2 separate regions of the Mus musculus genome follow, and region 1 is linked to region 2. A link is a contact called in public HiChIP or PLAC-seq data. All regions are on one chromosome and are shown on one strand. Each heading gives the region's core, a stretch centred on a gene start, on an enhancer-like site or on the middle of the called end of the contact. The rest is flanking DNA. Distances are from core to core; before and after follow the strand shown. Region 1 holds the start of Slc35c2 (solute carrier family 35, member C2). Region 2 holds the start of Ube2c (ubiquitin-conjugating enzyme E2C).

Region 1 (2,908 bases), core at 2-2,501, 520 kb after region 2:
AGACCTAGCGGGTGCAACTTGCCACAGTCTCTGGAGTCTTCCTTCTTTCTGACTCATTCAGTAAGCACAGATGCCTGAGGGCTGCAGCCCAGCCTCTCTTTGCCGCCTTCATTCCCAGCCCACCACGACCAACCCCGTAACTCCAGCCGACAGCTCAACCTCAAGGTGCTGCAAGGAGCTACCTTAATATTCCTCGGGTCTTCATCTGACTCTCAAGTCACTTAGAAACGGCCAACCGAACAACTGTTTTCTTTGGCAGAAGGCAGTCAGCACCAGTGAAGCCATTGCTGCCTCCCTCGGCATCCCTCATCTCCTGCCTTGTCAAGTCCACCTCTAGTTATTCCTTGACCCACCCACTTCTCTTCACTTCCTCTCCCACCACCACACACTACACCACAGTTTCCGTTCACCTACTGCCTGCACTTGCCTGCAGTCCACAAGGAGCCAGAGACTGGTGGAATGGTTAGTGTGGTCAACCTGACAGAAGCTAGGGTCACCTGGGAGACGGGCCTCGGAGCATACCAGGAAGGGATTGATTCTCTTGATCAGGTTAACCGATGTGAGGAGACCCAGGTAGCTGTGGGCAGGAACTCCTGGCCTCCATAAAGAAGGGAGAGTGCACTAGCAGGCACTGATGGCTCTCAAGATTCTATACTTCAGAACTGTGGAAACGACGTGGCCAGCTGCTTCAAGCACTTACTGCCCTGACTTCCTCACGACGGACAGCACCAAGAACTATGGGGGAAATAAGCTCTTTCTTTCTTTCTTTCTTCCTTCCTTCCTTAAGTTGCATCAGGGAAAGAAACTAAGACTGCCGGTCCCAACAGACCGGAGACCCCGGGGCTGGGTCCGCAAGTTCTCCCTGGATCCTGCCTGCCAGCTGCAACGCCACGTACAGCCGTGTGCCCGGAACATCAGCCGGCGTCCTCCTCGGCAAGGCAACCTGATGCTCTCTGCTCTGGTCCCCTTCCCCAGGACCCCCATTGCGCGTGGCACTTAACACCGCGTGACGACTGTGTTTGCTCACGTGTCCCTGCCGCGCCTGCTCGGCAGTATCCACCTGGTTCCCCCCATCCCCAAGACCCGGCCCCTCGTACGTGCTCGGCGAATGCCAGGCGAACGGGCCCAGAGCCACTGGAAAGCTGGGGAAACTGAGGCCGGGCGAGAAGGCAGGGGACCGCCCACACGCCCACTTACCTCCGCCCAGGCTCTCGCCGGGAGCCTCCTGCCGGAAGCTCGAGGTGGGCACTGTGCCTCAGGAGGCGAGACTTCCGCCGGAAGTCGGTGGGGTGGGCGGAGCCAGAGCATCTCTAAGGCGGCTACAGCAAGCTTCCCAACACGGTCCCTCTGTACCTTTCCCTTAAACGGGCACCAGGAACGAATCACAGCTACTAATAACTCTGTACAGGGCTTATTTCTTCAGGGACTTCAAGCAGCAGGGAAATGACATGACAACCATTAAATTTTATTAGTAAAACGTCCTGGCAAAGTGATAATGGACACTTTGTGACATTGCGTATGCCTATAAATTTGTGAGAATTATTCAATAGGCTGAGTACGTGAAGTTCATCGCAGAGGAAATGGAACCCAAAAGGAAGGGGGTAAGAAGGATCTAGTCTTACCGGGAGCCCAGGGAAGCAGGTTACAGTGGCCGCAGAACACCAATTTAGCACACCTGGATTTGACTCATTTCAGGTACAGAGTATGTGGGCAAGATAACCTCTAAGCCATGCAAGCTAGGGCTGCAGACCCGAGCTGGCCCAGTTCTCGGCGTCTGCTCATCCGGGCTCTACTAGGACTGGCTGCAAACAGGAATCCTTGCACATGACTTGGCTGGGCTCCTGGCTCCTAGCAGAAGGCTCAAGGCCAGCGTGTAAGCTGTGCTTTGTGCACACTGCTGCTGTAGGCTGTTGCCAGCTGGCATCACGAAAGCATTCGTTGATTCAATGCTTCCTGAGACCTACAATGGTGCCCATCGCAGCCCAAGGTCTTGGCTTCGTTCAGCCCTCAAAGCCTGCGTTGCATGCACTTTCTATGCCTTCTGAAAGCGCCTGTCCTCACCCCCTTCTGACTGAGGCAAGGGGAAGTATCTATTTTCATCACTGCCTTCATTCAAACCTCCCAGCTACCAAGGCTGCTGATGGGAGCACCAGCTTAAAGCACCAGCTGGCAAGCTGGGCACTAACTGCAGGCAACATGCGGGGTGCGGAACATGTCTTCTTTGAAAGGCACAAGTACTCGAGCTGTTCCCTGGCTGTGTCCCTGGCAGGGGAAAAAGGGAGGATGGGTTCTTGGGGGTGTACAGTATGCCTTTCCACGTTGTACCCAGCACGACTGAGCAGAAAACGCTCTGTCCTGTAGCACAAGCTGTGAGCATCCTTAGCCAGCAGGTGTGAGTAGTTTGCGCATGACAAGAGCAGGAGAGATGAGGGGAGAGGGAGATGCTCTCAGAGTGGCTGGGAGCTCTCCACATGCTCCCAGGCACACTGAAATGAAGGCTGTCAGGCCGCTCCTCACCCTTGGGACAGGGAATAAGTGCAGAGGAAGAGGTGTGGATAGGAAGCAGTCTACATGAAAGAGTATTTATTGAAAACACATCACTGACAGGAAGCTCCTGGCTGCTCTCTGGTTACACTCACAGCTCATGACTGAGAGCACTACAGTTTTGTTCTTGATTTTATTTTCCCTTAAACATTCTATCCTAAGATAGGAAGATCTTATATAAATATATATACATGTCTGTATAAGTATGGCCTATAGTAAAGAAAATATATAGTACACTCTTCACTGGGTAGTACCCACCATGCCAGGCTACCAGTACTGAATACCACCATGGTAACATGCGTCCAAGGAAAGAGGCTGTGCGCGTGGGCTTCCAGTGCTGCAGCACCAATGAAGGCCGTGGCAC
Region 2 (3,211 bases), core at 32-2,531:
CCAACCTAACTTAGAGATGACCTTCAACTCCTGCCTGTTACCACCTTCCAAGAAATTATAGGCATGCACCCCCTGAACCCACGTTTACTAATCGGGAGTCTGCTGTCTCACCTGCCTAGGTTGTTTAAGTTCTTTTTTTTTTTTTTTTTTTTTTTAAGATTTATTTATTGGGCTGGTGAGATGGCTCAGTGGGTAAGAGCACCCGACTGCTCTTCCGAAGGTCAGGAGTTCAAATCCCAGCAACCACATGGTGGTTCACAACCATCCGATCACGAGATCTGACTACCTCTTCTGGAGTGTCTGAAGATAGCGACAGTGTACTTACATATAATAAATAAATAAATAAAATCTTAAAAAAAAAAAAAAAGATTTATTTATTATATGTAAGTACGCTGTCTTCAGACACTCCAGAAGAGGGAGTCAGATCGCGTTAAGGATAGTTGTGAGCTACCATGTGGTTGCTGGGATTTGAACTCAGGATCTTTGGAAGAGCAATCAGTGCTCTTAACCGCTGAGCCATCTCTCCAGGCCCCCCCCCCTTTTTTTTTTTTTTTTTTTTTTGGTTTTTGGTTTTCGAGACAGGGTTTCTCTGTATAGCCCTGGCTGTCCTGGAACTCACTTTGTAGACCAGGCTGGCCTCGAACTCAGAAATCCGCCTGCCTCTGCCTCCCAGTGCTGGGATTAAAGGCGTGCGCCACCACGCCCGGCTTAAGTTCTTGGGAACCCAAAGTAACTAACATTTTAATAGGGTGAGGAGAAAAATGCTTCCTATTCCAGAAGATGTGCCCCCTGCTGGGCGTGTCCCTGGACGGACCAGCGAATTTGGACGGAAGTCCAACCACCGCCCGGTGTGTGAGCACTCGTTCGTGAAATCTCAACACTTGGCAGTGAAAGCAGGAGGGATCAAGAAGTCAAATTCATACCTGGCTGCACAGCCAAATCACAGGCCAGCGACAGGAGTCGGGGTTCCAAAGAGACCCGGCGGGGGAGGGGCGGCGAATACACGTGGACCGGTCCTTGGACCCTTTAATGGTCGGCGTCGTCCAAAGGCCACCAATCCGCCACCGATTCGTTAGTTAATGGCAGCTTTCTTCACCAATTGGCTAGCTGAGGCACGCCCCGCCGTCCAATCGTGGCGCGTTACTGGGGAGGACCTAGCAGTTGCGCAGGGGCAGAGCATTCCGGGGCGTCCCATTGGCTGGATCAAACCTAAGCGAGCCTTTGATTGGCTAGCGCAGCGGGAGGGTTGCAATTCAAACGCGGGCGGCGGCCCGCAGCCCCGCAGTTGCCCTTTCCTCTCCACACTCCTGTCTCGGTGCCAGTACCTCTGGGATGGCCTCACAAAACCGCGACCCAGCTGCTGCCAGCGTTGCCGCGGTTCGAAAAGGAGCCGAGCCCTGCGGGGGCGCCGCCCGAGGCCCTGTGGGCAAGCGGTGAGTGGTGCGGAGGTCACCCCGGGGCTTTGGGACAAATGAGGGGGTACCAGGAACGCAGGAAATGGAAGGCTGATGGCGCTGCCAGGCAGCTCTCATAGGTTGCCCTGCGAGCGCTGGGGTTAACATGGGGTCGAAGGCTCACCTGGGTCCTCTAATTGAGTGCCAGAGCTGAACCTGCCTTTGAAGAAGGGGTAAGGCCTCCACGACAGGATAGTCGTGTGGGAAGTGATATATTTCCTCGACAGTATCCATTGCCCCGAGTAACCCCGACTTCTCCTTGCAGGCTACAGCAGGAACTGATGATCCTCATGGTAAGTGTGTTCTAAGATCAATTGACCTACCTTCCCATCCCCCACCCCGTTATCCGTAACTTCCTTTACTACTTCAGGCCACCTGCTAGTATGGGTGCAATGTACTCACTTATGGAAGCCCTTTGAACGCCCACCGTCACGAGCTCCGCAGCTGTCGGGCTTATCTGGGCTCATCGATGCTTACCTTTTCAGGCCCCAGCTCTAACCTTGCCCAGCCCCACCCTTCTTGGAATTGCTGGTCCCATCACCTTCGAATTCTCTCCTCTGGTCGTCCTTTGCTACATTACCCCTAAATAGCAATCTGCATGTTTTAGTGACACTTAAATTCCTGGTGAAAACCAGATTTTGGAGGGAAACTTTGGAAGCACGGGAGGTGCCTCCTGTTGCCTCCTAGCCTGGCGATCAGCCTGAGAGTTGGCTCTAACTGCTTTATTCAGAGGCAGAGTATGCTGCGGGCAGTGCAGGCTCTCACCCAGTGATTGACCCGGTCAATCAACAGGTTCAGTCAACAGGGTCTGCAAGAGAGAGAGTGGAGATGGAGGGGCAAGAGATGCAAAGAATGGGGACAAGACAGTTTCAAGTCTCATTTATTGGAAGGCAACTATAGGTGTATAAGCACAGGCTGGGGAGTGCAGCTGGAGACACTTAGCCAGTCCAGGATGTGTTTGGGAAAAACAGGATGATATTAGAGTGTGTTCAGCTGTGGTGAGCTTCTTGCAAAAGCAGCATTGTCTCTCGTCAGGGTGGAAAAGTACCAACCTGTAAGTAAATAGCCTGAGATGGCTGCAGAGATGATAGCCGCTTTCTGCTAAGAGTGGGCTCCCAACAAGTGACCCCTTTGGCTGTGCCTGAAAGTGTACACTGGAACCCAGCAGTTGAGTGTTGTTTCCTTCCTCAGACATCTGGTGACAAAGGAATCTCCGCCTTCCCTGAGTCAGACAACCTGTTCAAGTGGGTGGGGACCATCCACGGAGCAGCCGGCACCGTAAGTGGGCAGCACTTTGCCTGGGCACAGGCTCTGAGCCCTGTGGCCATGTTCTTTTAGTATGAGAGGGACTCTTCAGGCAGTGCCGTCTATAGACCACGATAAAGTAGGGTAGAGGACCTTAGCTTGAGGGAGGGCACAAACAGCTTCCTGTTAATGCAGATATGGTTTTAAATCATCAGAAATTGAGTCTAAAGTCTCACTTTAGCAATTGAGATACTATTCGGACCACTCTGGTAGCCCTCGGAATGCCGGGTCACAATCTTTGGACCGGAAGGTCACTGACATCACTAGAAGAAAGCACCATTGGCCAACTTAACGTCTAGCTTGCTAGTCAGATGCAGAAGCACACAGAAGTTCCTACCTGCATGGCCCTTATTTGGGGCTTGGATGGAATGTGGGCTGCAGGATGGGATGGCGGCAGTGCACAAGGTGAGCGGGGGACTTACTCTCCATTCTTTCCCCAAATGCCAGGTATA

The links. HiChIP or PLAC-seq counts read pairs in DNA pulled down with a chosen protein or histone mark.
Region 1: a FOXA1 HiChIP or PLAC-seq map of pancreatic cancer cells shows a contact between it and region 2. The contact joins the promoter of Slc35c2 here to the promoter of Ube2c in region 2. A contact is called at or near these places in 8 of 39 promoter capture datasets (the 3T3-L1 cell line, the HPC-7 cell line, cranial neural crest and 4 more), 1 of 484 Hi-C or Micro-C datasets (the C10 cell line), 2 of 115 datasets of contacts at active chromatin or transcription factors (large pre-B cells and pancreatic cancer cells) and 1 of 9 other capture datasets (pancreatic islet).

Annotation. Positions count from the first base shown.
Region 1 is chr2:165,286,587-165,289,494 of GRCm38.p6, forward strand. Slc35c2 (solute carrier family 35, member C2) reads right to left here and starts at 1,252. Exons shown (of 10, transcript NM_144893.2): 1 at 1,198-1,252. Elmo2 (engulfment and cell motility 2) reads right to left here. Exons shown (of 21, transcript NM_080287.2): 21 at 1,445-2,908.
Region 2 is chr2:164,768,648-164,771,858 of GRCm38.p6, forward strand. Ube2c (ubiquitin-conjugating enzyme E2C) reads left to right here and starts at 1,282. Exons shown (of 6, transcript NM_026785.2): 1 at 1,282-1,433; 2 at 1,720-1,747; 3 at 2,646-2,732; 4 at 3,207-3,211. The coding sequence starts at 1,333.